Regions from separate parts of the Mus musculus genome. Here regions 1, 2, 3 and 4 are each linked to region 5. The links are chromatin contacts, called in public HiCAR-type and promoter capture Hi-C maps. All regions are on one chromosome and are shown on one strand. The core of a region is the stretch at or near the end of the contact, and the rest is flanking DNA. Distances in the headings are between cores, read along the strand shown. Region 1 has its middle 45 kb from the start of Gm35023. Region 2 has its middle 59 kb from the start of Gm34969. Region 3 overlaps Tgfb2 (transforming growth factor, beta 2). Region 4 holds the start of 9630028B13Rik (RIKEN cDNA 9630028B13 gene). Region 5 holds the start of Lyplal1 (lysophospholipase-like 1).

Evidence for each region. Promoter capture Hi-C pulls out the DNA fragments that hold promoters and counts their contacts. HiCAR-type assays count read pairs that join an accessible place to other places.
Region 1: a HiCAR-type map of fibro-adipogenic progenitors shows a contact between it and region 5, with 4 times the contacts expected there. The contact joins the enhancer-like site here to the promoter of Lyplal1 in region 5. A contact is called at or near these places in 8 of 39 promoter capture datasets (the 3T3-L1 cell line, cranial neural crest, frontonasal cranial neural crest and 4 more), 1 of 115 datasets of contacts at active chromatin or transcription factors (fibro-adipogenic progenitors) and 1 of 9 other capture datasets (liver).
Region 2: a contact with region 5 is called in a promoter capture Hi-C map of neural stem cells. The contact joins the enhancer-like site here to the promoter of Lyplal1 in region 5. A contact is called at or near these places in 13 of 39 promoter capture datasets (the 3T3-L1 cell line, 3T3-L1-derived adipocytes, cranial neural crest and 9 more), 2 of 15 datasets of contacts at CTCF or cohesin (both in the NIH/3T3 cell line), 3 of 484 Hi-C or Micro-C datasets (cerebellar granule neurons, nephron progenitors and ventricular fibroblasts), 6 of 115 datasets of contacts at active chromatin or transcription factors (astrocytes, differentiating embryonic stem cells, embryonic stem cells and 1 more) and 2 of 9 other capture datasets (adipose tissue and pancreatic islet).
Region 3: a HiCAR-type map of astrocytes shows a contact between it and region 5, with 3 times the contacts expected there. The contact joins the enhancer-like site here to the promoter of Lyplal1 in region 5. A contact is called at or near these places in 5 of 39 promoter capture datasets (3T3-L1-derived adipocytes, the HPC-7 cell line, cranial neural crest and 2 more), 2 of 115 datasets of contacts at active chromatin or transcription factors (astrocytes and cardiomyocytes) and 1 of 9 other capture datasets (embryonic stem cells).
Region 4: a promoter capture Hi-C map of hippocampal neurons shows a contact between it and region 5, with 2.4 times the contacts expected there. The contact joins the promoter of 9630028B13Rik here to the promoter of Lyplal1 in region 5. A contact is called at or near these places in 2 of 39 promoter capture datasets (hippocampal neurons and liver).

Annotation. Positions count from the first base shown.
Region 1 is chr1:185,570,612-185,576,205 of GRCm38.p6, reverse strand. No RefSeq gene overlaps it. Among named protein-coding and RNA genes, the nearest start is that of Gm35023, 45 kb to the left of the region's middle. Within about 2 kb of position 2,910, at least 24 of the 459 cell types and tissues checked have an H3K27ac peak or open chromatin away from gene starts, as enhancers often do. A contact at or near this core is called in fibro-adipogenic progenitors, where this site is marked.
Region 2 is chr1:185,543,157-185,548,605 of GRCm38.p6, reverse strand. No RefSeq gene overlaps it. Among named protein-coding and RNA genes, the nearest start is that of Gm34969, 59 kb to the right of the region's middle. Within about 2 kb of position 2,020, at least 17 of the 459 cell types and tissues checked have an H3K27ac peak or open chromatin away from gene starts, as enhancers often do. A contact at or near this core is called in neural stem cells, where this site is marked.
Region 3 is chr1:186,653,820-186,659,476 of GRCm38.p6, reverse strand. All of the region lies in intron 1 of Tgfb2 (transforming growth factor, beta 2), which reads left to right. Among named protein-coding and RNA genes, the nearest start is that of Gm26169, 20 kb to the left of the region's middle. Within about 2 kb of position 4,201, at least 32 of the 459 cell types and tissues checked have an H3K27ac peak or open chromatin away from gene starts, as enhancers often do. A contact at or near this core is called in astrocytes and neural stem cells, where this site is marked.
Region 4 is chr1:185,437,329-185,443,115 of GRCm38.p6, reverse strand. It overlaps 9630028B13Rik (RIKEN cDNA 9630028B13 gene), which reads left to right and starts at 1,297. Exons shown (of 2, transcript NR_038006.1): 1 at 1,297-1,450.
Region 5 is chr1:186,115,100-186,120,210 of GRCm38.p6, reverse strand. It overlaps Lyplal1 (lysophospholipase-like 1), which reads left to right and starts at 2,901. Exons shown (of 5, transcript NM_146106.2): 1 at 2,901-3,054. The coding sequence starts at 2,961.

The DNA.
Region 1 (5,594 bases), core at 1,661-4,160, 540 kb after region 5:
TCTTAGAGGGAGGTTGTCCCTTGTGTACACTTATACACAGCTCCCTCAGCCTCCATTTTTCTGAGACAGGATAAGGGGCCTCTAGGAATTTTATGGTCCCAAAGTCGCCCACCCTGAGATCTTTGGAAAGATAGAAATCTGACTTCCCCCATGACATGGTGTCTACCCCTAACTGATCTTTAGTGCATTCTCCCCACGCACAGCCCGGCTGTCACTGTTTCGCCACTGTTCCTTGAAGGCTCTGCAATGGCTGATGAAACCAGATTGCTAGGCTCTGGAGAGATGGGTCTTCTTGTCCAGAAGGTCTGTGTTGGATTCCCAACACCCACACGGTTACCCACAACCATCTAGTCCCATGGTATCTGATGCCCTCTTCTGACCTCTGCAGATACTGCACAAATGTGGTGCACAGACATACACTCAGGTAAAACACTCATGCAAATTAGATAGATAGACAGACAGACAGACAGACAGACAGACAGATATGCCAAGCTCTGCATGGTGGTACCCACCTATAACCTCAGCATTCTGGAGGTGGAGGCAGGAGGATCAAGAATTCTAAATCGTTTTTGAAATTTAAGGCCAGCCTGGCCCCCCCTCCAAAAAAGAATTTTTTTTTAAATATCAGGAGATGGATGGTATTCAGCTGATCATGGTTGTACACAGTTGTAATCACATCACTAGGGAGATTGAGGCAGGAATACGGCAAGTTCACAATCAGCCTGGACTCCATAGAAAGAAGTTTCAGGCAGCCTAAGTAAGCTAAACAATGAGATAACTCAAAATTGTGTGTGTGTGTGTGTGTGTGTGTGTGTGTGTGTGTGTGTAAGTGCACACACACATGCACACGTATTTAAAGTGACCACTGTAATCTATCAGCCCCTCTTATCCTTGGGCAAATTCCTTTTGCTTAGCTAAGAGCTTTGGCCAGAAAACAACCATATGAAATGTAACACAAAGCGCCGTGAGGTATAGCAATACTTTTCTGTTAGATACAGAGCCTGCCCCATTCCTCACCCTAACAGTTGGAAGTGGAATTAACTGCCCTTCTGATAAGCATCAGAAACCAGTTGCTTCTCACTACTAACCATCTATTTTTGGAGCTAACTGCAAAAGAAACACAGACTCAGTCATGACTCCCTTTAGAACAACATCTGTTGAGCCTTCATCTCCACCACCCCCACCACCCTGCCCTTCGCTCAATTTTCTTTCTTGCTCACTCACCCCCAGCCTGCCCTTCATTTTAGCCCAAAAAAAGAAACTAGATTGTTTTTCTTTGCTTCATCCTCCCCCGACCCCAAATCATAGCACCACAAAACCACATCTTACCTATGAGGACTGCTCAGGAATGTTTTCTTTCTGATATTAAAAAATCCTCCCACCAATTAGGTAAACACCAGCCACACCGCAGAACAGGTTTGTTATTGCAGAGCCCAGAGGAACACAAACCCAAGGTATTTTCAGAATTGTTTCAAAAGGAACCCCAGGCTCTGGCTCCGGCACCAGGAAGAGATGTAAACACAGTTGGGCGAGCCGGGATGCGAATTGTAACAGCATGCTTGCTGTGCAGCCATGGTATGGAAAGGTTTGCTTGAGCTGCAGATCATTTTTGCAAGTGGTCCTGGGATTTTTCCATCTTCATCTCAACACTACGACATAGCCTAAGGTCAAGCATGGTGTTCATGAAGATTCTGGCCACAACAGACTTTTGACGTGGCCTCCCTCAACGAGGCACCAAATTACAATGGAGAGAAGGTTCAGTCTTCTGAATTCACATCTTGCCCGTATTCTCAGAGTCATGACCTTCTCAGCTTCAACTCTAAAACAGGAATATGGAACAGGAAAGATACAAGTGATTACTTTCAGACATATTTCTTTTCTTTGATATGTGTGTGTGTGTGTGTGTGTGTGTGTGTGTGTTCACTTGTGAATGGATACAAATATAAATGTATGCACAAACACATAGCCAGATGTCACCCTTGGTGTCTTTCCTTGGAAGTCATCCACCATGTTTTATAAAGCAGGTCTTTCATCAGCCTAGAGCTCATGGTATAGGAAGCTGACTGGCCAGTGAGCTCCAAGGCCCAACCCACCTCTAGTGGCTCAGTACTAGGCTTACAAGTGTCTAACTTACTCGTGTGGGCTGTAGGAAGCAAGCCCAAACCCTCACTCCATCTTTGTCCTACTTACTGAGGTTTCTTCCCAGCTCTCACCCTGGTTCCAATACAGACAGGTGACCTGATGCTCCAGGATGAACTTGTAAGCATTCAGAAACACATCCTTGGGTCCTTTAAAAGCCTCACAGAGGAATATGCATGCTGTCCTATTCTGTGTTTGATTTGTTTAATATGTCAAGGGAGAGCCATTTCAAGTCTTCCTCTGTTCTCTCATTGAGAGAGAGGGGGTTGAGATTCTTAATACATCAACAGAGCGTCCAAAAGGACTAAAAAAATAATAACACCCACCCCCCCTGCACGCGCGCATGAAAGTCCCCTGCGGTCCCCATCAGGCTTTAGTGGATCACTAATGAAAACGGCAGAAACACCCCCAAGGCTTCCATTCCTCCCTGGGTTCTGAGTTACTTTTGTCCATGCATCCAAGGGCAAGTTAATTTTATTAAGAACATTTTTAGAAAGCTAGAATGTCAGAACCTGACACTACTCTCTCTCTCTCTCTCTCTCTCTCGCTCTCTCTCTCTAGTCCTCTATTCTTGGTAACATCATTAAATACTGGCTGCGCCCAAAGGCAGGTTGCATCTTTTTTCAATCTAACAGCCATTCCGTGGATAGCGTTTGTTTTTCATTGCTGCCAAGGAGGCAATCTGGCTCTCGTTTCCTTTGAAGAAGAGCCCGTTAGGATGAGTCAGGTCTACATGGAGAATAATTAGGTCAAATAAATGAGTCCTTCCAGCTGCCTGTGGCATCACTCAGCACCCCCATGGTGAGATGAAGGAGCCAGCGATGCTGGAGCAAACACATAGCTTATCTATTGTGAGTTACCCATCCTCCCTCTCTCACTCCCTCCCTCCCAGAGGATGTGCTCAACTTGTTCTCAAGACTGTTACAGCCCCTCTTTTTGCATCTGGAAAAGTGGAAAGTGGTCCATAAAACCATGAGGCATCCCCATTGCTTCTCCACACTACAAGAGAAAGTTTCTCTCCCTTGAGGAGATCCGAAGCAGTTGGCAGGCACAGGGCAGCCTTCTGTGTTGTCACGCTGGTCTCCATGGACTTCCTGATACCTTAACCTGAGCTGTCATGTCCACTGGCAACAGAAAGAGGAAATTCAGTGATGTTGTGGTCACATGGCAGCTCTCATTAGTATTCTGATCAAGCTGGTGGCTGTAGCTCATTGCTCAGGCCAACATTGTCCCTGGTTCTATTCAGGGACTTCCAGACTCACCAGTACATGGGTTCAACACCTCATGGGCTCATTGTGAGATTGACCTGACCCAGTGCTAAATTACTGCCACCCAAATTAAAGAATTAAAGATCTCCATTCCCAAATATGGGGAAGAGAAAATGAAAAGACTCTCTCTCTCTCTCTCTGTCTCTCTCTGTCTCTCTCTGTCTCTCTCTCTGTCTCTCTCTCCCCCTCCCCTCCCCCTCACTCTACCCTCCCCTCCTCCCTTCTCTTTCTCAAAAATCTGCTACTTAAAAAGAAAACTACATGATTCTTTTGGAGTGTCTGTGTAGTCACTGGGATTAGAACCTTCTAACTTTAGCAGAAGAAGTCCCTTAGAGTGACACCCCCCTTCACCTGGGGTCCCTGTCCCTCCACAGGGCCTAAGACTAGGGTGGGTATTGCTGGCAAGCTCTTAGCAGCCCCTCTATTTGTACATGCTAAAACTTCTTTTCTTGAGAACAGATGAATAAATTTTCTTTTGTGAGATAAGAATGAGTGACCTTTTCCCCCTAAATTTCTACTCTTGAGCAAGCAAAAAAAAAAGGGGGGGGGGTCTTTTCCTCTGTGCCTTTGTAACATGGGGGAAAAGTGCCTAAAGTCATGAGGAATTCCCTGTAACTGCTTTGAAAATCACTCGGGCTGTGTTTCTGCAACCTGAACAGATACAGAAGTTGCACCACAGTGGGACTGCCTTCCCCCATCTCTGAGCAGACACAGATGTGACTCCCTTTGTAAATGTCTTCACACTGCTTGTCCTACTCCTGAGTGGTTTCCACAGATTTATCTGGTGAACTCAGTTTCCTAGGAGAACGTATCACGTGCACTCGCCTAGAGAGTTCCATCCTTGCAAACCATTAGGTAAACTTAAAGAACAAATTAGAGCCCGGAGTCTGCTCCCACGCCCATCTCCTGTGAGCTACTCCCACCATGGGATTTTCTCAATGGAGTCTAAGCCAGGCTTTCTAAGCAAAGCCTCGCTCCCACCACCAAGGCCTGGGTGTGTACTTCATAAGCACAATCCACAACGATTTGTTTGTCAGTTTCTCACATCTGGGGGCTACATTGCGAATGTTGAAGCACCAGCGGGAAGGGTGAGTGTCAGGATAAATCCATGAGGGATGGGAACTGAGAAGCGAGCAGGAGGGGAGTGCCAGGCAAGGGTTGGCCATCGCTACATAACTTCTCATCTCTGCCGCTCTAGAAATACTGAACTGTGCTTAGCCATTGGCTATGCAAGCGCTGGTAGCTTTAGCCAAGTCCGCTACTCATCAGGATCAGAGAAAATTCTCTTTGACTTCATTTATTTCAGTAGCTTTTAAGGTTACAGCAAAATTGCGAAGTCACATTTATTTCCCATATGCTTTCTTAAAAGTGAGCTCCATGCATGAAGTGTGGGTCTACGATGAAGCCTCACTGTCACCTGGGATCCACAGTTCACAGGAGCTGGTTCTTGGTGCTGTGTAGTCTATGGGTCCCTAAGGGGTTAGTCTGGGTTACTCTATGCTGGGTTCCTAAGAGTTTGTTTTCCCAGTCCTGGGGATTCAATTCAGAGCTTCCCATATGCTAGGTAAAGTCTCTCCCTCTCAACTACATCCCCATTTTATAGGGTTTGACAAATATGAATGATACATACGTACCACTGCATCCTAGAGAATTTACACTGGCCCAAACCTGCTGGGGTGTATTTTGTATCTGTACTGAGTTGAGCACCATAGCAGCACAATATAGTGGAAACATATGGATAATGGAATAGGAAGCTAGGACCATGCCCACACACCATAGGTGGCTGTAGACAGGTTAGTTTACCTCTGACTCTCTCCTCATCAAGCTGGGATAATTACCCTTCTCTCTGTTAACTAGCATATGAACAGTGGTTTTAGAAAGGAGATGGCAAAAGTTAACACAGCTGGTATACTATCCATCGCACTAAACATGAGTTCTCTCCCTCCATCCTTGATGTATACACAGCCATAAGATTGACACTATCATAAACGGGCCAACGTCACACATGCGTATCTCTGTCACACATGAGCAGTACACATCAGGGCCAGAGATCAGGGCTGAGGCTCTTCCTCTCTCACGTCCCACCTTGTTCTTGAAGACAGGATCTTTAACACCGAACGTGGAGCTCACTGGCTCAGCTACACTGGCTGGCCAATGGCCCAGGCATCTGCCTGTCGCTGCTTCCCC
Region 2 (5,449 bases), core at 771-3,270, 570 kb after region 5:
CTAAGGGGTTGCACACTCACAGTCAAGTTTGGGGTTACGTTTATCTTGATTTTTTTTTTTTGAAGCAGTGTCTGGCTATATAACTCAGGCTAGCCTTGAACTCTTGACCCACACAGCCTCGGCCTCCCAAGCCGAGGATGTTACAGGAATTCACTCCACCACACCCAGCTCATTAGGAGTTTTGAACAAAAGTACTAATATGAGGAAGGCAGCCTGGACCTCAGTAGCAAGCTGGGCTGGAGCAGCCGTAACTCTGTTCTTACCCTCAGATGGGGGAACCTGCCCCTAAACTGGGGCTCAGAGGTACAGTGGCAAATGCCAAAAACAAAGGGCATGGCTGTTTTTGCCAGGGACTCTGCCATCATTCCTGGGATGATCATGGTCCTCTTCTACAGTTTACAATCACTATGGGGTATTAATAAATGAAAAAGAAGCACAAACGCACACACACACACTCACGCACACACTCATGCGGACACGCACATGTGGTATAATCCCAATGAAGACCACCATATCACTGAGTGCCCTTGCAAGTCAGCTACTGTCCTTCACCTTTGACCAACTCTCTGTCTGTCTGTCTGTCTGTCTGTCTGTCTGTCTGTGCACCACATGTGAACCTGATGCATGCGGAGGCCAGAAGAGGACATCAGATCCTCTATAGCTAGATTTAGAGATAGTTAGTTGTGGGCTGGCATGGGGTACTGGGAATTGAGTTCTGTTCCTCTAGAAGAGCAGTCAGTGCTTTTAACCACTGAGCCATCTTTCTATCCCCACGAGGTATATTGTCTATTCCTCCTCTACACCATGTGCCACTTGCTTACTTCTGCAGGTATGATCACTTATCAGGTGACTGTCATGCATGTTGACCCATCATGCACTGGGAGTGGGGAAGAGTTGCCTAGTTAAGACAAGTTCTATTGGTCAGCTATCCTGGCACTCGGGTTCAAGCCAGTAGCTGGGCCTACAGGTCCATACTACCACATCCAGCTCATGCTATTATGCTTAACTAAAACATGACTTGATCTGTAAACTCATGCAAGCCGGGGCCTTGTCTCCCCTGTGTCTACACTCCTGCTTGGCTTAAGAGCAGCCATACAGTGGATGGAGCATGGGGTTTCATAAAGAGATAGGAAGTCCACAGGAAAACGAACAGCGTCACCTAACCTGGAGCTCTCAGGGACCGAACCACCAACCAAAGAACATACACGGTCTGACCCTAGGCCTCCTTGTTCATATGTAGCAGATATGCAGCTTGGTCTTCATGTGGGTCCTGAACAATTGGAACGGGGGTTATCCCAAAAGCTGTTGCCTGTCTGTGGGATGTTCTTCTAGCTGGGCTGCCTTGTCTGGGCTCAGTGGGAGAGGGAGCACTTAGCCTTGCAGAGACATGAAGTGCTAGGGAAGCACTCATCTGCTCAGAGGAGAAGGGGAAGGGGTGTAGGGGAAGGATTGGGGGGGGGGGGGTGACCAGAAGGGAAGCAGTGAGAGGCGTGTAAAGTGAATAACTAAAAAAATTAAATTAAAGGGAAAATCTTATACACAAAGGAAAGCATATGTTTTAAATAGCTCCTGCTCCAGGGCAGAGATACCCAGGAGCTGTGCTCTGAAAGTGCTTGTCCACTGTGGGTAATAGACTAGGAAACAAATAATTAGAACACAGCAATCAAGGGCTCTCAAAAATACCATTGGGGGCGGCCCACAAAGCAAGAGAGCCAAGTCCACAAGGAGGAATCTCTGTGGGCAGAGAGGGAGGACTGACATCAGGCATCGGAACCAAGCAGACAGGGATGCTGGAAGGACATGGGGCAGGAGCGATTCTGCTGAAGCCCCCAGTATGCCTAGGTGATGGAGCCCATCTTTACAAACAGGAAAACACAATTCAGAGAGGTGAAACAACTTGCCAAAGATCACAGCTTGTAAATCTTAGGCTCAGGAGTCCACAGCCTTCTAGGCAGAGTCTGACTATCCTAGGCCATTTTACCCACAACACACCTCTATTGTTCTAAAGGCTTGCCTGGGTCTGCAGATCATTCTGATGGCTTGGCTGCTAAGTGATCAAAGAGCAGTTTGTTTTCCTGACTGGCAACACTGGGATTTTTGATTTGGGTTTTTGTTTTGTTTTTTTCATTCTTTAGACTCTCCTGCCCTCTAGTGGTTTTGTAGAGTTCTACCACATCAAGCTAAATGCTGACTGAAACAAACCATGCACATGCATGCACACATGCACACATGCATACACACACACACACACACACTCCAAACAAAATCAAATAAATGTCCCTAAAAGCAAAATATCAGTCTAAGGGTACATTTTAAAACTACTTGTCAAAAAATAACCCACTTCGCTTAGCCTCCACATACTAAAAGACAAATGATCTCTCCAGTCAGAGGTATAAGACTAAAGGAGAGGTTTGAGTGTGAAAACCTCTAAGTGTATGCATCGAGGTCATAGTATATGTGGGCTGGAACTAGAATTGTCAGCACAGACCCTAAAACCTAAGGCACAGGACAGACAATAAAGGAGCCCTGGACAAAGCTACTGCTTAGTTCTGGGCCTCTATAACCTGCCCACCTGCTCACGGTTTTGCTGGGTAAGAGCAATGTCTTCATCCAGACACAAAATATATGCTTGGCTGTCTCTGGAGAGGGGGCATCTGGATGAAAGCTACTAGCACATGGGTACCAGACCTGGACCTTGGTCCCAAAGCAAGTATTTGAGCAATGACTTCAACCAACAGTTACTATGACCATTTGGGTTTTATTCTTCAGAGTTCTAATTTCAGATGACTGCAAATGAGAAATGGGTGTGTCCCACTCCGGCCAAGGAGAAGAGCTAAGAGCAACAAAAGATTACTGGCTGCCAGGAGCACTGGCCAGCACTCATCGCTCTTAGTGAAGATGGAAGGAAGCGGGGCTATGCATGTACTGGGTGAAACAGAAGGCAAGGGAGACACTTCACAGGGCACTAGAGAACGACGTGCGTGTTGTGAAGAAAACTCAACTTAGAGTAGAGAAGACCAGAGTTCATTTCCTGCTGTGCTTCCAACTAGCAGTAAGATCTTGAGACAGTCTTGTGATCAAGAAGGACCCCTGTCCCCTCAACTGAAGAGTAACACACTCAATTTCTAACTGCTCACTCAATGCCAGATGCTGTCCTTCAGAGATAAAATATTTCAAACTGTTTCCATTTGCTTGAACATAGCAAAATAAAATGATCTCTTTACAGAGACCTTCCCACTCAGCTTCTTGGAACAGTTCAGATCTTCCACCAGCATACCCACTCCTTGCACAGCTCTGATGTCAGAAAACGTATTTCCAAAGTAAACCACACAATATTTGAAAACATTATCTTTAAAAGATGGTTTTCAGATCCAGCTAACTTCTTTCTTATGGTACCTGTCTGTCATCAGTCTGAGCTCTATCCTTGGGTCAAAGAGAATACATCTAAGTCCTCTTTAGTGAAAAGGATTTTCAAATATTTAAAAGTACTTATCAACTTCCTGTCCACCTAGTATTCATGAACACCTTCAGGAAATCCTTGCTTGATTTGGGTTTTGTGCCTTTCACCAGCCCAAGAATGCTCTCCTGTCACCTCTTCTGGGTGTTTTCCAGAGCAATTAGAGAAACAGGTCAAGGGTATAGACTCTGAAACCAGACCACTTACATTGAAGTCTGAATACTCCTTGATAGAGTTGGCATGACTTTGAACAAATGATGTCACCTTGGACAGGAACTCATACGTTCTTTTGCTCGTCAGCAAATCTGGATTAACTGAGTTAATAAACTCAAAACCCTATTAAAATAGCATCAAGCACAATCAAAGTGTTCATCAAATTACAGCTATCATTAGGATCGTTGTAATGCAGCTTCACAAAACATAGTAAGGGCAATCACCTCCCTCATCCTCAACATTATACGTCTATTAATGACACTGTGAGAATTACTTGTTCAGTGTATCTGAAGTGCTCCGGGTGCATGAAAGGAAACTCAATAAACTTCCCATCAATTAAATCAACTAAGGCTAAAATTTCTAAGTCACTTTCATATATCTCTAACTTCCAAATCCTACATCTTTCGAATTGTACATAAATGGGCTAACCCAAGCTTATATTCAGAATTATTGTGATTGTGTTTCTTTATGAGATACATGCCCTTCCCACCAGTTAAGACAGCTTCCATTTTAGTGATCTCACAAGTTTGATATTGTTCCCAGTTTCAAGGCACCTACAAATTCCACAGCCTCCTTCTGGCCAATAGCTGAGTCAAGATGAGCCAACAAAGATGAATATAATTTGAAGGAAATAGAAACTCCATGGGAAAGTATTCCCAGAGAAAGAAAAGGCGCCGCCTCTGTAAAAGAAGAGTTGTGCCCTTTAAACTGAGGGAAAGCAGAGGAAACTGGCAAGGGTTCTCAGAAGCTGACGAGGGTGGCCGAGGAATAGCTCAGCAGATAAGAGCACTTGCTACACTTTCAGAGGACCCAGGTTCAGCACCCAGCACCCACTATCCATGTCTCCAGGATCAAATACCCTCTTCTGATCTCCACAGACATCAGACACATATGTGGAGCACATACATAAATGCATGTAAAATTCTCATATAAATAAAAATAAATTATTTTTAATGTGTCAAAAGAAGCTAGAGCTGTTTCAGGGGGGAAAATAAAACAGAATGATCTAAACGTCAGAGCTATAAAAAGGAGAGAAACACATTTGGAAACTTGAGCTTCCACCAGAGGGTTCCTTATCCAGATGGACGTAAATTCAGAGAGAGCACAGGAAAGAGATGGATAGAAAGCAGCCCATAATCACCAGAAAAGAAAAGTGAGGGGCCTCCAAATTAGAAAACCATTTCAGACTCAAAATGAGATTTCCATCAAGTATCCTTCACAATAGAGGTCAACTTCACCAAATCTAGGCACATCTTTGTGAAATTTCAAAATACCAAAGACTAAATGGTGTCCTTAAGGCATTCAAAGGGGAGAAAGAACATGTAAAACCTCAGGAAGCCTATGACTTAAAATTCCCATTAGTTACACTGGAGACTAGATAACAGAAGAATGCTTCTCAGCTGCTAAAGCAAAATTCTTTACCCAGCTAAACTATCAACTGACAGGACAGAGTCTTATGTGGTGTTTACTAGAAAATAAGTCACCATAAAGTTTGGTGGGTTTAGAATATACTTTCTCTACATTCTACAGATCAGCTGAGTGGCTCTGCTAATCTTATCTGGTTTGGCAAATCTTAACAGTCAAGTAAAGCTTGGGCTCAGCAGCGTGGGATGACTTCACTCTCACTCCAAAAGGGTAGTTAGTCTAAAGCAGAAAGGGAGTGGCCCTGAGTTATCACCATTTCTCTGCATGGGCGTCACATGGTCTCTCATTTACCAACAAACTAAACTTTCTCTTGTGGTTTTGGGGGGTGGAGAGTCCAAAAAGCAGCATGAAATG
Region 3 (5,657 bases), core at 2,952-5,451, 540 kb before region 5:
TATGGTGGCTTGTCCATGGAAGACCATTGAGGTCATTGACTAGCTCTTTAAATGTGGGTCCAGCCATACTCTTTCCTTGATTCCCTTTCCTGTATTGCTTCTAAGCTAGCCAGTAGCCTTTGCAGACACAGTTGGCCTGCTTTCCGGTATCCAGAGCTTTTACTGTGAAGCCCCAAACCTCCCCAGCCAGCCTAGAGGTGGCTGAGAAACCTGGAACAGTAAGAGAAATGGGTGTCTCCAAAGAGGAGGGGTTTTATGGGGGCAATGGAAACTTTGGGATAGAAAGTAGAAACTCCATGTCTGTCACAGTTCAAGAAAACCAAACATCACGAGCCAGCGCCACTGTTATTTCACTTTTTTCATTTTTTTTTCCCGCCATGTAAGAAGGGGCCCAAACAGTCCTGCTGACAGTATAGCAGGGTCTCAAATAGCAGCTTAATGAAGGCCAAGTCACACAAGCTGATGCTGGCACAATTAGGCTCCCCACTGCCAGCGGCAGGCATGTCAAGTCTGACACCGTCCTCCTCTCGGAGACTCTGCTGTAAATTGCAGCTGCTGTGGTGCCTTGTTATATTTAATAGGTGGGATGGCCGGAGAGAAAAATCAGAAACCACGGCCGATGTGCTGTTTATTTCTCAGTCATTTTGTGTTAAATTGCTGCGACTTCAATGTCAGCGGTGTCAGGATGTGGTAGTGAAACTAAATCTATGGCCAGTGTGCCAAGACAAATTTCAGAAAACCCCAAAACACAATTGTCTTGGTTTCTTGCTGGCTGCACCTATGCACACACAAATAGGACTGATTTATTGCCCTCCAACTGATGGGTGCGTTGATTGTCTTGTTGCATTTGGGGTGGGGTGGGGGGTGTCTACTTTCCTGCACACTGAGGATGTCAGGAATGAGGGACCGTTACACTCACTAAGCATGTCACATGTCCATACTAATCACTGCTAAGCTTCAGGGTGGTGGAGTCTGTCTTGGAAAGGGAAACAAAGAGTCCCTTCTGCTGGAAGGTTCCAGCAGAGTTATATGTAGATGCTAATAGGGTTAAGGGAGTAGGTACGGAGGAAGTCGGAAAGATTGCAGACAATACTGGAGTTAGCAACATCCCTCTTACTGGAGATGGTCACAGGGTGCAGCCCCAGCTCCCCCACCCAACCAGGGAGCAGTCTATTAGGGAGTGAAGATGTAGCTCCTCCCATCAAACTTTCTCAAGGTGACCTTTATTAATGAAGGGGACCTAGCTTCCTTCTTTGTGTTCTTGTCGCAGTAGCCCATCAAATGCCATCGTTGACACTTCTGCCCGGGTGGCATTCACGCAGCCCACATTGTGAGTCTCTTTTCACAGGAGGCAGAGAGTGTAGAAGCAACGTACTTTTGACTGCAAGTACCTCCTCCCCTTGATGCCAGCTAAAAGTTATTTCCGTTTGCCTACACTGCGTTTCTTCATCTCGGAAGTAGTGTGGTTTCTCTGCAGCGCATGCAGTATGAGCAGAGCGGTCCTTTCTTTTATGGGAGGGCAGGGTGGGGTAGGCACACTTTATTCATCCCTAGCTAATTCACGAATTGAGGAACTGGAAATGGAAGGCTGGCCAAAGTCATTTGGTCCCACGATCAGAGTCTATGGTCGAAGTTCTCAAAAATGGCAGTGCAAAGAATTACCCGCCATCCAACCAGTCATCTAGGATGCTGATAAAGCCCTCAGGTTGAGTGCCCATTCTTAAACAGTGGGATTCAGAGGTCAAAAGCAATGGAGGCCATTAAAATGAGAATAGCATGAAGACCTACCACGTTTGCTTACACCAGATGTCTGCAAGGACGTGAATTCTTCTGCCTGTGCTGGAGTTTCTTATCTTGGAAGACAGGTGGATACTTGTACTCATGTGATATGTGCAATGTCTGATGTACTCATGTGATATGTGCAATGTCTGATCAAAAGCCTAGATGTTCCTTTGTGCTTTGGAGTTTATTTGTGGCTTTTTTTCCCCCTGTCCTTTATTTCAGTGATTCTCAAAATCTAAGGTACTCAAGAGTCTCCTAGGAAATGTAGCAAATGTAGACTATTCTCATTCTTTGAGTGCTAGCGGTAGTGAGAAGACAGAGAGCTCAGCCCTGTGCTCCTAGGCTGTGCTCCCCACTTAGGAATCTCTGTTCAGACAGAGCAGATCCTTGCCAACACTGCAGAAAAGAATCTGAAGACCAGTCAACATTTATCGCCGTACATACGTTTATTAAGACAAGATAAGGGGTGGTACATGCCTCAGGTTTAAGGGTGAATGTTTCCAGAGAGGGAGACTTAAGGAAAGGACTGTATACAACCAAGGTATTACATGCTGGCCCCTCAGGAGCCTCGCTTTCAGTTGTTTCCACAATGACTGAATCTAGAATTCCATGCTTTAAGTCATGTCATAATTTCCAACAAAATGTAAAGATTACGTGGTTTAAAAATTAGCTAAAAATATATGAGCTGGTTTATGTATTTATCTTATCTCAAAGAATTTTCTTTGGCAGATGGAACTGTAAACTAGTTTTATGAGGTGTATGGTTAGGTTTAATGGGAGGGGAATGTTTGACAGTTAAGCTAGAGGCTACAAACATTCTAGCCTAAAGAAGAGATTGTTTTTAACATCTTTTTAAGAGATGCCTTTGCAGGCAAGTTCAATTTTCTCATTGTGCAGAAGTCTTTCAATTCCCAACCAAGAGGAAAAAAAAGTAGATCCCAGGGGAGGGGTGTTCCCTTCCTGTGTGTTCCTAATTTCCCCAGCCTCAGGAGTCTGAGCTCCACTCTTTCCAGAAGGGCCCTCCATTGGCTTGGAAGCCTCTTACAGCTTTGGGGGAGGAGTCTAGCTGGATTTAAAGTGCAGGTAGGTTATGATGCCCTCAGGGAGCAGAACACACAAAACCTCCCCAGACTACTACCAAGCCCTTGCAAACCCACACCGTCTATGTTTCAGTTTGACCTGCTGACCTTTCTTGCTCATCATGGAAATTCCCCAAGGACAAAGAACACTGGTGGGTTCTACTTAGATGACTGCTGCTGTTGGGCACCAAGAGTTTCTCCTGATCTCCAGTGATCTTGTGTAACAGCACTGGCTTGACCAGCCAGGGATCAGTCAGTGTGCCAGCAGGTTGAGCCAGTAGGTTGAGCCAGCAGGTTGAATCATGGGGGAAGGGAGGATATCTCAGAGCTGGTGCATAATGTGCCCCTCTCCAGTGGTGGGTATTTTATCTCAGGTTTCCAAGTTCACAAGGCTGTGGACCCAGAACAGCACTTTGAGAACCAGTATTTAGCAAATACAGCAAATATCTGTAGATTTTTGACCCAAGAATTCAACAGGCCACCTGTCTTTTTCTTGTCAATTTTGTGATGTAACCAACTGAGTGGAGGAATAAACCCTAGAGCGCTAAGAGCAGAGCTCTGGACATCCTAGCACATGTCTTACAGATTCTGTTTCTTCGTTCTTTGTCAGAACACATATGTAAGACCTTTCTTCAACTTTGTTTCTTTGTTTTATTTGTTTGTTTGTCTTTTTTTCCCAGACAGGGTAGTCCTGGCTGTCCTAGAATTCACTCTGTAGACCAGGCTGACTTCAAATGTAGAGATTCACCTGCCTCAGCCTCCTGAGTGCTGGGACTAAAGGCATGCGCTACCACTGCCGGACTTTGTTTCTTTGTTGTTGTTGTTTGTTGTTTGTTTTGTTTTGCCTTCCTATATATCCCTAGTCAGCTTAGAACAGCTGATGTCTAGTCTAGGCTGGCTTCCTACCCATGACAGTCTTCCTACCTCAGCCTCCAAAACATTGAGATTATGAGTGTGTGCTGCTATACCTGACCACCCCCCCCCCCTTTTTGAGACCTCTTTGAGCATTATGGGGTAGGGGTAGCATTGCTCCATGTAGAGACTTTTGATGGGAAAATGGAATCGTCTTGTCACCCTTTAGAGTATCCAGGACTTTCAGTTAAACAAGTGGAAGATGGTGGGAACTGCAAAAACTCTGGCTACTACTCTCCCTGCCCTCCACCATACAGAGGACAGGAATTAGAGCACACAGAGCCCTTTATTTGGTACCCTGGGACATGCAGCTGGTTTTGTTCCTTCTCTTTGCCTCTAATGAATTCTGTCAGGCAGCAAGAGAGCTTCCCTCCTGGGCACATTCACAAAGACCCAGTGGCCACTTGGCAGCTTTGCAAGGGACCTGAGGAGAGATTTGTGCAGGATCCAGGGCTCCAACTTCCCTTCTGTTTTCTCATGTGGTCACGACAGCACCATTCAATATTGACTTGCCTGGGTACATAGAGAAGAGACAGGCTCTGAAAAGCTAGATGGCGCTCCTGGTGGATTCAGCCAACGAGTTGGTATTCGAGCTGAGATCCCCACTGAGACTTTCCTGCCCTGAGTGAGATCTTCACGGTCTGTGTGAATGTAGCAGGGCCTTTCTTCAAAGAGAAACCATGGGGGTCTCCTGCTCAGTCAGAAAAAGAGGGCCTGTAGAAAATTCTAGAACAGCTGGGGATATAGCTCAGTTGTAGAGCAATTGCATGGCATACACAAGGCCCTGGATTACTTCCTAGTACCATCAGGAAGGAAGCACCAGTGAAGAAGAAAGGAAGGAAGGAAGGAAGGGAGGGAGGGAGGGAGGGATGGAGGGAGGGAAAAAAAAGAAGGAAGAAAGGTCGGTCATAGTGTGTACAACTTTTGGCTTTGTTTCATAGTTTCTTTCTCTGTCTCTGTCTCTGTTTTTCTCTCTGCCTTCCCACCCTCAGTTTCTGTCTCTCTGTCTCTCTGTCTGCCCTTGGCCTCTGACTATGTTGGCTCTGCTCCCTTGTGATGGTGCTAGGTGTTATTTCACTGAGAGATTCTCACAGGCACTGGTTAACTCAAAATGTTCAGCCTACCTGTTGCTAGGGCTCCTCTGACCCTAGCTGCCTGTGCTATTTCCAAGCAGGCATATTCTTCCCCATAAGTCTGTTGCTGTATCCCAAGATATTCTAAGTTCCACAGTGGCTTATGCTTGGTAAGTAAAGTGGGCTAGGGATCCCCAGTGGATGTTTTCCTGAATGCACCATGACACTGCCATCAAGGGACCGGGCAGTTGCCACCACAAAATGACTTGAGTGGTGTGCCTGACCCCAGCTCTTCTAAGTATAGAGGACAATAGTGATCACCATGTGATCCAAGAACCTTGTGTGAGGCTAGGACCAGCAGAGAGCAAAGGGCAGAAGCAGCAAATCCTGGCAGGATAGATCAGTACAAGGGCTGAGGTTCCAAGCTCACACCCATTGTCCTATAGGACTTCACATCAAAGAAATGAATTAAAACGTTATCAAATATTTCAAAATGATACCACAGGGCATTCAACTCAGAGTAAGGGCCTGAATATGAGGACCCCACACCTGCTCTGGTCACAAGGCCAAGAAGTCAGCTGTGGTCTATGCAGAAGTAAAGAACTGTAAATAAAAGACACCTGAGCCCAAGGTGCTTTTAGAGAGAGAATGCAGTATATCTAATAAATTACTTATTTGGAACAGACTCAAGTCAGTATGTTATGTTTATGAAGTCATACGTGATTAAATGCTGCATTTAGCTTTCTGTATACCGATACCTTGCAAATTATTGAGGAGTTAAATCCCTGTGCCCCCAGCTCTCCAATTCCCCA
Region 4 (5,787 bases), core at 48-2,547, 680 kb after region 5:
TCACTGAAACGAGACCCTAACTAAGACACCCCCAAAGGTGTGAATGTTATCTACATAAATACAACTGGGACATGGCTCCAGTACCCTGTGCCGTTCCCCCTCACTTCTCCGATGCTCATGTGTGTAGAAGGCAGTCTGTTTGGTCCTTTAGCTCAGAGAACTTCCAGCCATAGGAAAACACTCAAGGAACTTAATCTGTAGAATCTGCAACGCAGGGTCATTTAGGATGCTAAGATCCTGGACTTGGAACTTTTGCCTTATCCAATGGGCTTTCAGGAATCTGAGTGAGTTGTACACATGGATACAATGTAAACTATGTGCAGAGGGAAGGCTATGTAGAATGTTTTTGAAGATGCCCTCTTTTTGCCTTTGCTTCCACATAGTGACTTTCATGCTCCTCCCCCTCCACCCCCCACGATGCAGGGTCTGTGGGAGCAACACTCCTGCCTGGTCACCACAGCCTCGGGTTTGAGGAGGCAATGATGTTTCAATGTTGGTTGTCCAAGCACTCACTTGTGCTTAGAATCCTGTGCTACTCCCGTCTGTGTCCGGAGGTTGCTCAAGCACGAGGAAGCCACACAGAGAGGTTATCTATGGCAGGCTGTCTGGTCAGCAGTCCTGAACATCAGAACCTACTAGACCAGGTGCCAGGTGTAAAGTAAGTGACTATACCTCCAGTCGCAAAGTATCTGTTGTCCACCAGGCCGCCCCCAGCCTCTGAGCGCCCCCAGGTGAGACCTCAGACACCGTGTCCAGCACAGGCTGTTCACACTGGGTTCCTTCCAGACTCCAAGCTGCAGAATGCCTAAGTATAAGTCTGAGGTGTTTTGTTAGACAGTAACTGGGAGAGTCACGTAGCCACTCAACAGGGGCACTGTGGAACTTGGAACAATATAAGAGAGGCTCAGGGAAATTAGCATAAAACATTTAAGGCATCGAAAACTAAACAAGACTCAGTCGGGACGATTGGGACACATGCAGAAAATACTGATTGGGATTCAGAAAGGGCGATGATCATTTGAATCGGGCCTAGGGTAGATGATAGGTTTAACCAGAAAATAAATGCCTTTCGAGTGAGAATGTGCAGCTCAGGGGTGAGAGCTGACAAGATTTGTTTGGATAGCAGTTGCTTTTGGCCCATCTGTAAGACTTCGGCTTCATTCCTCCCCCTGTGATTAGAAAACAAAACAAATCTATGCTTGAAAATAAACGTCTGACCCAGAAAACAACAAAGAAGAGAGACCGTCCAACAAAAGCACCAGCCTTCCATATGGTGGAGCAGGAAGGAGGCCAAGTGCAGAGCTTAATTAAACCATTGAACCACAAGTACCCAGCTGAGCCTTTGGGGGAGCACGGATCAGAGCACCGAGGCCCGTCTCCAACCTCAGAACTGACATGATGCAGCGCTGAGAAGCTAAGGAGAGGAAGCCTGGAAAAGCATGCCACCAAGGTAACCAAGGTTCCAGACAACTTTGCTCTTGAACTGATGCTGAGTCTTACAACAAATGTATGTGTGTGTGTGTGTGTGTGTGTGTGTGTGTGTGTGTGTGTGTGTGTGTTAGAGAGAGAGAGGGAGAGGGAGAGAGAGAGGTGGGCTCATATAGAGGTCAGGGAAGATGATATTTTCCTGACCTTATTCCCTGGAGACAAGGCTTCTCTGAATCTGGGGCTAGGCTAGCAGCCAACACCCCAGTGGTCCCCCAGTGGTCCCCGTCTCTGGCCACCCCCACAGGGCTGGGGTAACAGTTGGCCTCTCCTGGCCTTTTTGTATAAGTGCTGGGGATTCTAAGGTCTTCCTGCTTCGGCACTCTGTGTCCTTAGAAGTACTTCTGAATCGTGTCCCCAAGTCTGACATTGCCAAGTTTCTAAAACGATCCTTGTCAGAAGTCATGAGCATCTGGCTTGCAGGAAATGCCAAATTGTGAGAAATTAAATTTCCCTGTATTAAACGGTCTCCCCTTAGGTTGTTTTGTCAAATCTTTGACCTCACTAAAAAAAAAAATGTGGTGGGAAATCAATCTATCAAACAAACAAACAAACAAAATACAACAACAACAAAACCCTTCTGAAGCCAGGAGCTGGTGAGATGCTTCCATGGTTAAGAGCACTTGCTGCTCTTGCAGAGAACCCAAGTTTAATTCTCTGCATCTGGGTGACTCGCAAGCATCTGTAACCCCAGTTCAATGGGATTCAATGCCCTCTTCTAGCCCCCGAGGGCACCAGGCAAGCATATAATGAAGACATACGTGCAAAATACCCATACACATAATAAAAATTTAAAGCCAAAATCAGAAATCTAGACTAGTAAGCTGAGACTGGAGTCTGATGTCAAGATACCTGTATATATCAGTCCAATAAAGAAAACCACCTCACCTCTTAGTTTTGACAGCTACGTGATTGTGCGCAGCTTAAAAGATTGAATATTGCTGGGGACAAAGGGGAGAGTTGCTAGATCCTCAGTGGAAAATTCAAACTCAAACACAACAATTAAATACTGAGAATCCCACTTTTCCGATGGGCACAAGGAGATTTGTAAATATTATTAGCCTTGGCTGCTGACAGAGAGAAAACTATCTGCACAGGAGCTGAAGATGCTATAAGATCATGGACAAAATCTCTACTGCCCACAAAATGACCATAAGATGCAATACTGGGCAAATGGTCTTCAAGTGTAGGCAAGTTAGTTTTGCGCCAAAGAGCCTGTGGATTTTTGGTCTAGGTTTTTTGAGGCAGGATCTCCCTACATAGCCTGGAACTTGTTATGTAGACCAGGCTGTCTCTGTCTCTGCCTCTGCCTCCCAAGTGCTGGGACTAAATGTGTGTTTGGAAACGTACCAACATAGAGCTGGAGAGATGGCTCAGCAGTTAAAGGGGGCAGGCTGCTCTTCCACAGGACCCCAATTCAATTCCCATCACAACATAGCTACACACAACTGTCTGCATTTTCAGTCCCAGCCAATCCAATGCTCTCTGCTAGCCTCTGTGGATACTAGACATGTAGGTGATACAGATATACACACAGGCAAACCCTTATGTGTAATGTTTAAAAAGCAAATAAAAATATGCAAAATCTTTTTAAAAAATTGTTTAAAACTATGTTCATATTCTACACTTCAACAAAAAACAAAGTCTCAAGGAAGAATTTCATTGACTATTAATTCACAGTAAAACAAACCAAAACAAAACAGAAAACTACAAAGCACACAAACTGTCTATGCTGGCACACACCTATAGTTCTTTCAGGAAGCACAGAAAGGAAGGCCACAAGTTCAAGGCCAGCCTGGGTTACATAGGCAAACACTGCCTCAAAAACAGAAAGTCAGAAAGCAAGACACTTAGAGAGAAACAGCAAAGTCAGTGAACAGCACATCAGATGTTCAAAAACCATAGGTGCTGAGCCTTCCAGGAGCCAGGTATAAATTATGTGTTTATTAGAAAGAAAAAAATCTTGCATATGTAAAACCTTAGATTTGATCCCAATATAAAAAAAGAAAGAAAGAAGAAAAGATTAAAATTAAATGGTTAAGACTGGGGGAGGGGTAGCAATTGGGATGTAAAGTAAATAAAAAAAATCAATTAATTAAAAAAAAGATTGAAGCTACTCCCAGCCAGGTGTCAGTGCTGAGGTCCTAATGAGGGGCTGGAACTGCCCCTGCCAACTCACAGAAGCCCAGAGACAAGCTTGGACTCCTGCCACCAACTGGCAGCAAGCAGCAAGCATTTCAGTCACCAGCCTGTTAGGGAAGACAGCCAGAATCTCACTGTTCTCAACGTCCAGGATCCACCCGAACATCTTTCTTCCCACTAAACACTGGGAAAATTGCAACTCGAATATAAAAGACACTCAATCTGAGGCGGTAGACGTGTTAAAATTATCTGGTAAGGATGGATGATTAAAGTTGTCAATCATAGCAATGTGTTGGCAGGTAATTATGGACATGCTTGAAATAAATGGGAAAAAATCCTCAGCAAAAAATAGAAGGTGTAAAAAGAAGCAGAGGGCTGAGGAGACAGGCTTTCCTAACAAGCATGAAGACTGGGGGTTCACCTGCAGATCTCATGTAAACAGCCAGATGCTCTGGAACACTTGGAATCCCCAAGCTGGTGAGGCAGGGACCGGAGGAGCCTTGGGCTCTCTGGGCGGGCTAGACTACTTGGTGAACTCCAGGCCAGTGAGAGACCCTGTTTCAAACACACAAGGTGGAGAGAGCCGGGGAACAACACTGGAGGTCGACCACTGGCCAGCACACACAAACATGTGTGAACACACACAACACAAACACAACTTACAAAACAAAACAGCAGCCTCAGCACAGAAACCAAACCAAACCAACAACAAAGACCAAATAACAGCTCAATGGATGGGCTCAACAGAAGAAAAGAATTTAGAGTGAGGAACCACTGAATTTGAAGATAAAATATCCGAGCAATGGAAAATAGAAGTAGAGGTTGGGAGGGAGGAAGAAGGGAGGCAAAAATGTAGAGCCTGGGGAGGGAAAAGATAAACTAACGATGCTTCGAGCTTCACGTATGCGGGAAGCTCGCAGTAATTTAGACAGGTGCATGGAGACACCTACAGTGTCTGCTGACAGGACCACATACCAAGGTGTCCACAAAAATACAGCAGAAAACTCAACAACAAAACTCTGAAAGCATTCCAGGAAAGAAAAAAGGAAAACAGAGAAAACAACTTAAAAGACCAGACAGGAAATGGAGAACAGCAGATGTGAGCCCTCGCCTCCAACAACTTCGTGAAATATCAGTGGTTTAATACACCATGAAGAGTGCTCAGCTGGGGCTTATGCAGAGGACAGCGGCCACTGACGTCTGGACAAGTTCAATGCATCCTAAGAGCGTTGTCCTGAAAGAGGAAAGCCACTTTCGAAAATTCTGAGGACTACCCAGAAGATTGATAGAGCATCCTACCAAGATGGGGTGTGCGTGTGTGTGTGTGTGTGTGTGTGTGTGTGTGTGTGTGTGTGTGCAGATCCATGCTGTCCGTGGCACAAAGGTAGGAGTTGGGTTACAGGTCTACATGTGATATGTTCACGAAGTGTACAAATGTCGGTTTCTTTGTTTTGATTTTGTGTTGTGGTTTTACTGGTACAGACTAGACAACATGTCTGTGAAGACTCTCGGTATCGTATTTGCAATTTTTTTAATCTTTAAAAGATAGTAGTTTTTGTTGATTCTTTGAGATTTCCATACATAATGATCATATTTGCTCCCAACTCTCCCCATGTTTTTTTTCCCAATTTCATGTCCTCACTTTTAAAAATCTACTGAGTCCAACCTCATGCTGCTCATACACGAAACATGGAACTCTGACTCTGAAGTCCTTTTGATCTAAAGCTAATGGGCAAGATAATAAGTTCCAGAGAGAGAGAGAGAGACTGACACACACAAGAGAGAGAGAGAGAGAGAGAGAGAGAGAGAGAGAGAGAGAGAGAAATGTGAAGACCTATTAAGGGGACATATCTGGGTCACTGCTTTTAGAAGACACACTGTGCTGCTGTCTAGGCTATTCTCAAACTTCAGGCTGAAATGGTACTCCTACTGCTTCTGCGACAGACATGTGTGCTCCCATGCTGGGCTCACAAACGCATTTTGCAAAAGGGAATTATTTGTAGTTTAAGCTGTTAAAGATCTCTGTCTGTTTCTCTGTCTCTCTCATACACATACACTCTCTTTCTCATAAACACACATATATACGCACACTCTCTCTGTTTCTCTCATATATACACAAATACACACTCATGCACACTCACACACACACACACTAGGATG
Region 5 (5,111 bases), core at 1,652-4,151:
CTCTGAGACAACAATTAATACAGGAGAATAAAAGTTCCATTTGCAATCCTCCCCAAGAGTCTGGGCATTGCTTCAGCATTAATCACTCTAACTGTTATTCATCCATCAGGACAACCCCGCAACACTCCAAAGCTTTATTTGAGCAACTCCTCTCTCTCCTTTACCAAAGCTTCCCAGCCCAGCATGTGATGCCCCCGGTGACTGAAAGAGAAAGGGAGCTTGCACATCCCGAGAGTGCCACAGTGGTGAGGAAGGAAAGCCCACACCCCTGCATGTAGAAGGCCTAAACTCGAAAGCTTAAACCCCCTGGAATGAAGGCAACGATTAAAGGTTCAGTCTCAGTTCAAAATGATTTATTATTTGATAAGGGTTGGGAGCTTTAAGTTTTTCCTAGTTTCCTTCATAAATGGATAAAGGGAATTTGCTCTGCCAATTTATAAAATGTATTAAGTCACCTATGGCTGGGGCTTCCTGACAAATGTGCATTTGTTATGCATAGTTGTGTTTTGCAAAATGCAGCAGTGGATAAATAGCAACCAAGTTAGCAAGGTGGGTGAGCTGGTTAAGGCACTCACTGAATAAGCCTGGTAGTGACTCACTTGGAACACACTTGCAAGTAGAAGGAGGGAACTTATTCCACAAAGCTGTCCTCTGACCTCCACATGTGTACCGTGACACACACACCAGCAGGTTATTCACATACATGCACCCAGTAATAAGAATAAGTAAAAATTATTAATTAATTAATTAACCAACAGAGAAGACACATTCAGGGTCATAAATGAGAAAAGGGGTAATGGGCTGGATTTCATGTAACTGCCACCATCTCAAACATCAGATGCTGCACTCCAAGGGCGGGACCTTCACATGTTCTGTAAAGATAACACATTCACCTTAAAGAATTCCTAAACACAGCATAGGAAATTAAACCCTGACCTGGTATCTCCCATAACACCCAGAGGGAGCTCCCGGAGTCACAGAGATCTGCTGTCTGTGCCTCCCCAATGCTGGGATTAAAGGCAAGTGCCACCACACCTAGCTTAACCTTGTATTTTTTTTTATCCCAGAAGACATGAAAAAAATTTGGGAAAAAATGGAAGACTGTTTTTCTTATTTCTTTTCTTTGCTTTAGTTGTGTGCTCTATGCTGACTGTTTTGGTCTATCACTGATGTTATCAAACAGGGTGATTGGACAGACTGGCTAAAAACATATGAGCAGCAACAAAGAAACAAGAAGTTGTAGGAAGAGGGAAAGAATGTAACAGTGAAAATCCTCCTTGGATATTCCCACTGCCAATGTAACAGAGCAAAAGATCGGTCTTAAAAGGGGCTGCCAGACAGCCTGCAACCTAATTACATTTCAAAGTATGATAGGACCGGAAAGAAGCACAGCCCCAACAGTGTGCCTACCAGATGGCATCTCTAACTCCAGGGACAGAGATGTTTGTTCTGTAACTGTAGATGAAAGCAACCATAGCTTTCAAGTCATGGAAAGATGAAGGAGCAGTGCTTAGATTCAGAACAGTCTGGCCCTGTCTAACAGTGATTGTGACTCTAGGAAGGGTCAAGTTCCAGGTAAGAAGCCAAGCCTAGCCTGCAGGTAGGACTCCAGTCCCTATTACCTTCCTGTTGTGGCTTTTATAGTGAGTTGGCCCTTGTAAGGAAAGCCTTCTTTTACTGCCTGTCTGGATGGAGTCAGTTAGTTTCTCCTTTTCTATCTGTCTCTTTTAACCAACACAGTGTTTTCAAAGCTATTGGTATTCTGTATGGATTCCATCCCCACAGTTACCTGGCAATAGCCAGGTAGGCCGACTCACTACAAAAGGGGCTGCTTGGCCCCTTCTCCCTCTCCTGCCTCTCGTGTTCTCTTACTTCTGCTTCTCTCTCCCTTGCCTCTTGCCCCATTCCCCTCACCCCTCTCTACACGTGCTCATGGCGGGCCTCTGCTTCTCTACTCCCTGCCTCTCTCTGCCTCTTCTACACTCTTAACTCCTCTCCCCATGCCCTGAATAAGCTCTGTTCTATACAGGGGAAAGGACTGCCTTGGCATGGGCCCGCTGAGACATATCCTTCCCCCACACCCTGCCAGAACATATTGTTATAGCTCTTTATCTTTTTATGATTACAACACAAGCTAGTCTATTTTGTACTGGGATGGGAATTCTGTCTTTGTTAGCAGTGACGGTACTTACTGGTACACGCATACCATGTATCCTGTCCATCCGCGTGGAGATGGCATGGGGGTTGTTTTATCCTTTGCGGTCTGTAAATACCACCGCAGATAGTGATGTAGGAGCCTCTATCTAAGTGCCTGATTTGTTCTTTTTAGGAAGGGGATGTATCCAGAAATTGAAGTTGTGGGTCATTTAATCCCACACTTATTTTCATGTTACTTCCTGCTGCCATCAGCCACGCACAACCATCTCCAGCTTGTAATCATTTCCACTAATCATTGCCCACAGTTTTGCTAACAGCCATGCCAAAGAATGTGAAGTCCTAGCTCATTAAATTAGATCTATCTGTTAACTATTAGAAAAAAGACAAAGACACACACACATACAAAAGAAATTATTATATGGCTGGGTCACCCTGTGTGCAAAAAGCTACGAACATCTGGTGCAAGCCCCAAAGCGGATGGTTATATAAAATATGGTTATATCTGTAAAAATTTAAAGACAGTAATATTTCCCAAACTGGGTGATCCTGAGCTTTAGAACTGCAGTTTAAAACCTGCAGCAAATTCTCGGGACTAAAGTTTATTCTCAGTCATTACAATGGAGGAACCTGACCTAAGGAAAGCATTCCTCAGCAGAATCCAGAGCTGAGCACTCCTTCGTCAGATTTAGGGGCGGGGCGCCAGGCACGGCGCATGCGCACACCCATGCTGGTGCTGCTTGCCTGCGCGCGCGGCCCCGTGACGCTAGGGACGTGGCCGCGCGCCTTGCCATCTCTCCTCCGCCATGGCTGCTGTGCCCAGCGCTGTTCACCTGCCGCGTTGTGTGGTGTCCCCGACCGGGAGACACAGTGCCTCGCTGATCTTCCTGCACGGCTCAGGTGCATTACAGTCTCGTGGTCTCCGACCCGCTCGCTACAGTAGGGGAAGCACCCTCTTCTCGGTCCCCCAGCGCCCAGGGTCGCCCGAGGGCTCCTCTTTCTGTATAGCACTCATCTTCATCCTCTTCCTTCCTTCGCTGGTGTGCTTGACCCGTGCACCCACAGCATGGTCGAACGGCAGTCCTTACCTAACCCCAAGTTCAGTCATAGCACCATATCGGTGTAAGTCTCCAGGCACGTGGATTAACCACTGTTTCAGGGTCGACCAGCAGTGATCTGACATACATACCCCACCACACACCCCTATTGCAGGTCCTAAGCTGTTGTCTGCCTTGCCGGTGTCATAGAGACGTTTTTGGATCATATTTACACTGTGTAAGTGTATGCTTAGCACCACCAGCGGGTTTCCCCTGCGCCTCCCACCTGTCTTTTTTGATGGTCCACCACCCTGGTTTCCCCTATGCCCTCTTGTAAAACCTTCGAGGTAAGTATAAAGTCCGCTTCATTTAGGGAGCACCCTTAGAGGAAAACACAAGAATCACCGACTTAATCCTTGCTCACTGTGCTTGGTTGGCCCGGGGTAAGTTCTCAGGAAAGGAAAAAAAAAAAATTTTTTTTTTTTTTTTAATTTAAGAAATGAGATCCAGGCGGTGTCCTCAAGGGGCCTACCTAAATTTAAAAACAAAAACAATTCAATTAATTTGAGTCAGCAGTGGATAGGAGATCACAAGATGGTGCATGGGCTACTGCCAAGAGAATAGTAAGGAAAGAAAAAAAAATGGGGTTGGACATTGTGAATGAAGGGCTTGTCAGAGCTTTTCAGGAGCACTGCGTTATGCTGAGGCCTGTGTAGGCTTAGGGGACTAGAACACGACGGGATTGGAGTGTTCCCTCCATTTTGAAAAAAAAAAACAAAACAAAAAAAAAACAAAACGGGACTAGAAACGCTTTCTTGCTGTTGCTTAAGGAGTAGTGAGGCTGGGTTTGAATCCAAATGTCTGACTTGGAATTAATATTCTGGGGGGAGGGGGAGGGAAACCCTCAACTATGGTGTATCATTCTAGAAATAGAGTAATAAAAGTTGTGTAAAGGGAAAGGCCTGGCACGAGACTTACACCTTTATAGCTAGCTGCCTAATAATCCAGCACCCAAGAGAATTCAGTGATGAGCATCCAAAATTCCCACATAGTAATTCCTTCTCGTAATTAATTCAGTGTCTTTAGAAAGAACTAGAGTTTGTTCTTTTCCCCCCATCTGGACCACCTTGCTTAGTGCTTCCTATTTTTCTATTTCAAATTACTGACATTTTTATAACCTATAATGTATGTCTGAAAACAGAGTCACCTATTCTGTATGTATTTTATTCATTTGTGTGTATTGTCTGTGTGTGTGTGTGCGCGCGCACGCGCATGCGTGTGTAAAACTTGCCTTTGTACATTGGAAAAAAATTCATCTAAATAATTCTTCCAGATGTTCAGGTATATTATTCTTATATAATTGGATCTCCATTGATGTATAAAAAGATCTTTTAGGAGTTGGCCTGTTCTGCTAATTGTTATTATTAATTAATTGGAACTTGGAGTCACCTGAGAAAAGTGAGTCTCAGCTGAGAAATTGCCCAGTTCAGGTTGGCCTGTGGCAGTGTCTATGGTGAATGGTCTCAGTTGTTGGTTGATTAGGAGGCTCCTGCCTGCTGTGGCCATTGCTTCTCCTGTGCATGTGGGTCTGGGTTGTATAAACCTGGTTGAGCATGAGCCATGGGGACAAACCAGTATCAGCTGTGCTCTGTGTTTCCTGCCTCTGCTCCTACATAAGTTCCTGGCCTCCCTGGGTGAATATGCCACCAGGTGTATTTGAACCTTTTTCTACTTCCAAACTTTGAGGGGAAACGGCGACTCTTACAGTGAATGATGTAAATGGTCTTCTCTGTGGCTGGCTTCAGCCTCCCACACGGGTCCCTAAACTCCATTATTTCCTTCACGGACATCCATCATACCTGTGATTCCTAAGTCTGTGACCCGCACTGACCTTTAAGGCTGATAAAGGCTGTTCTGTGT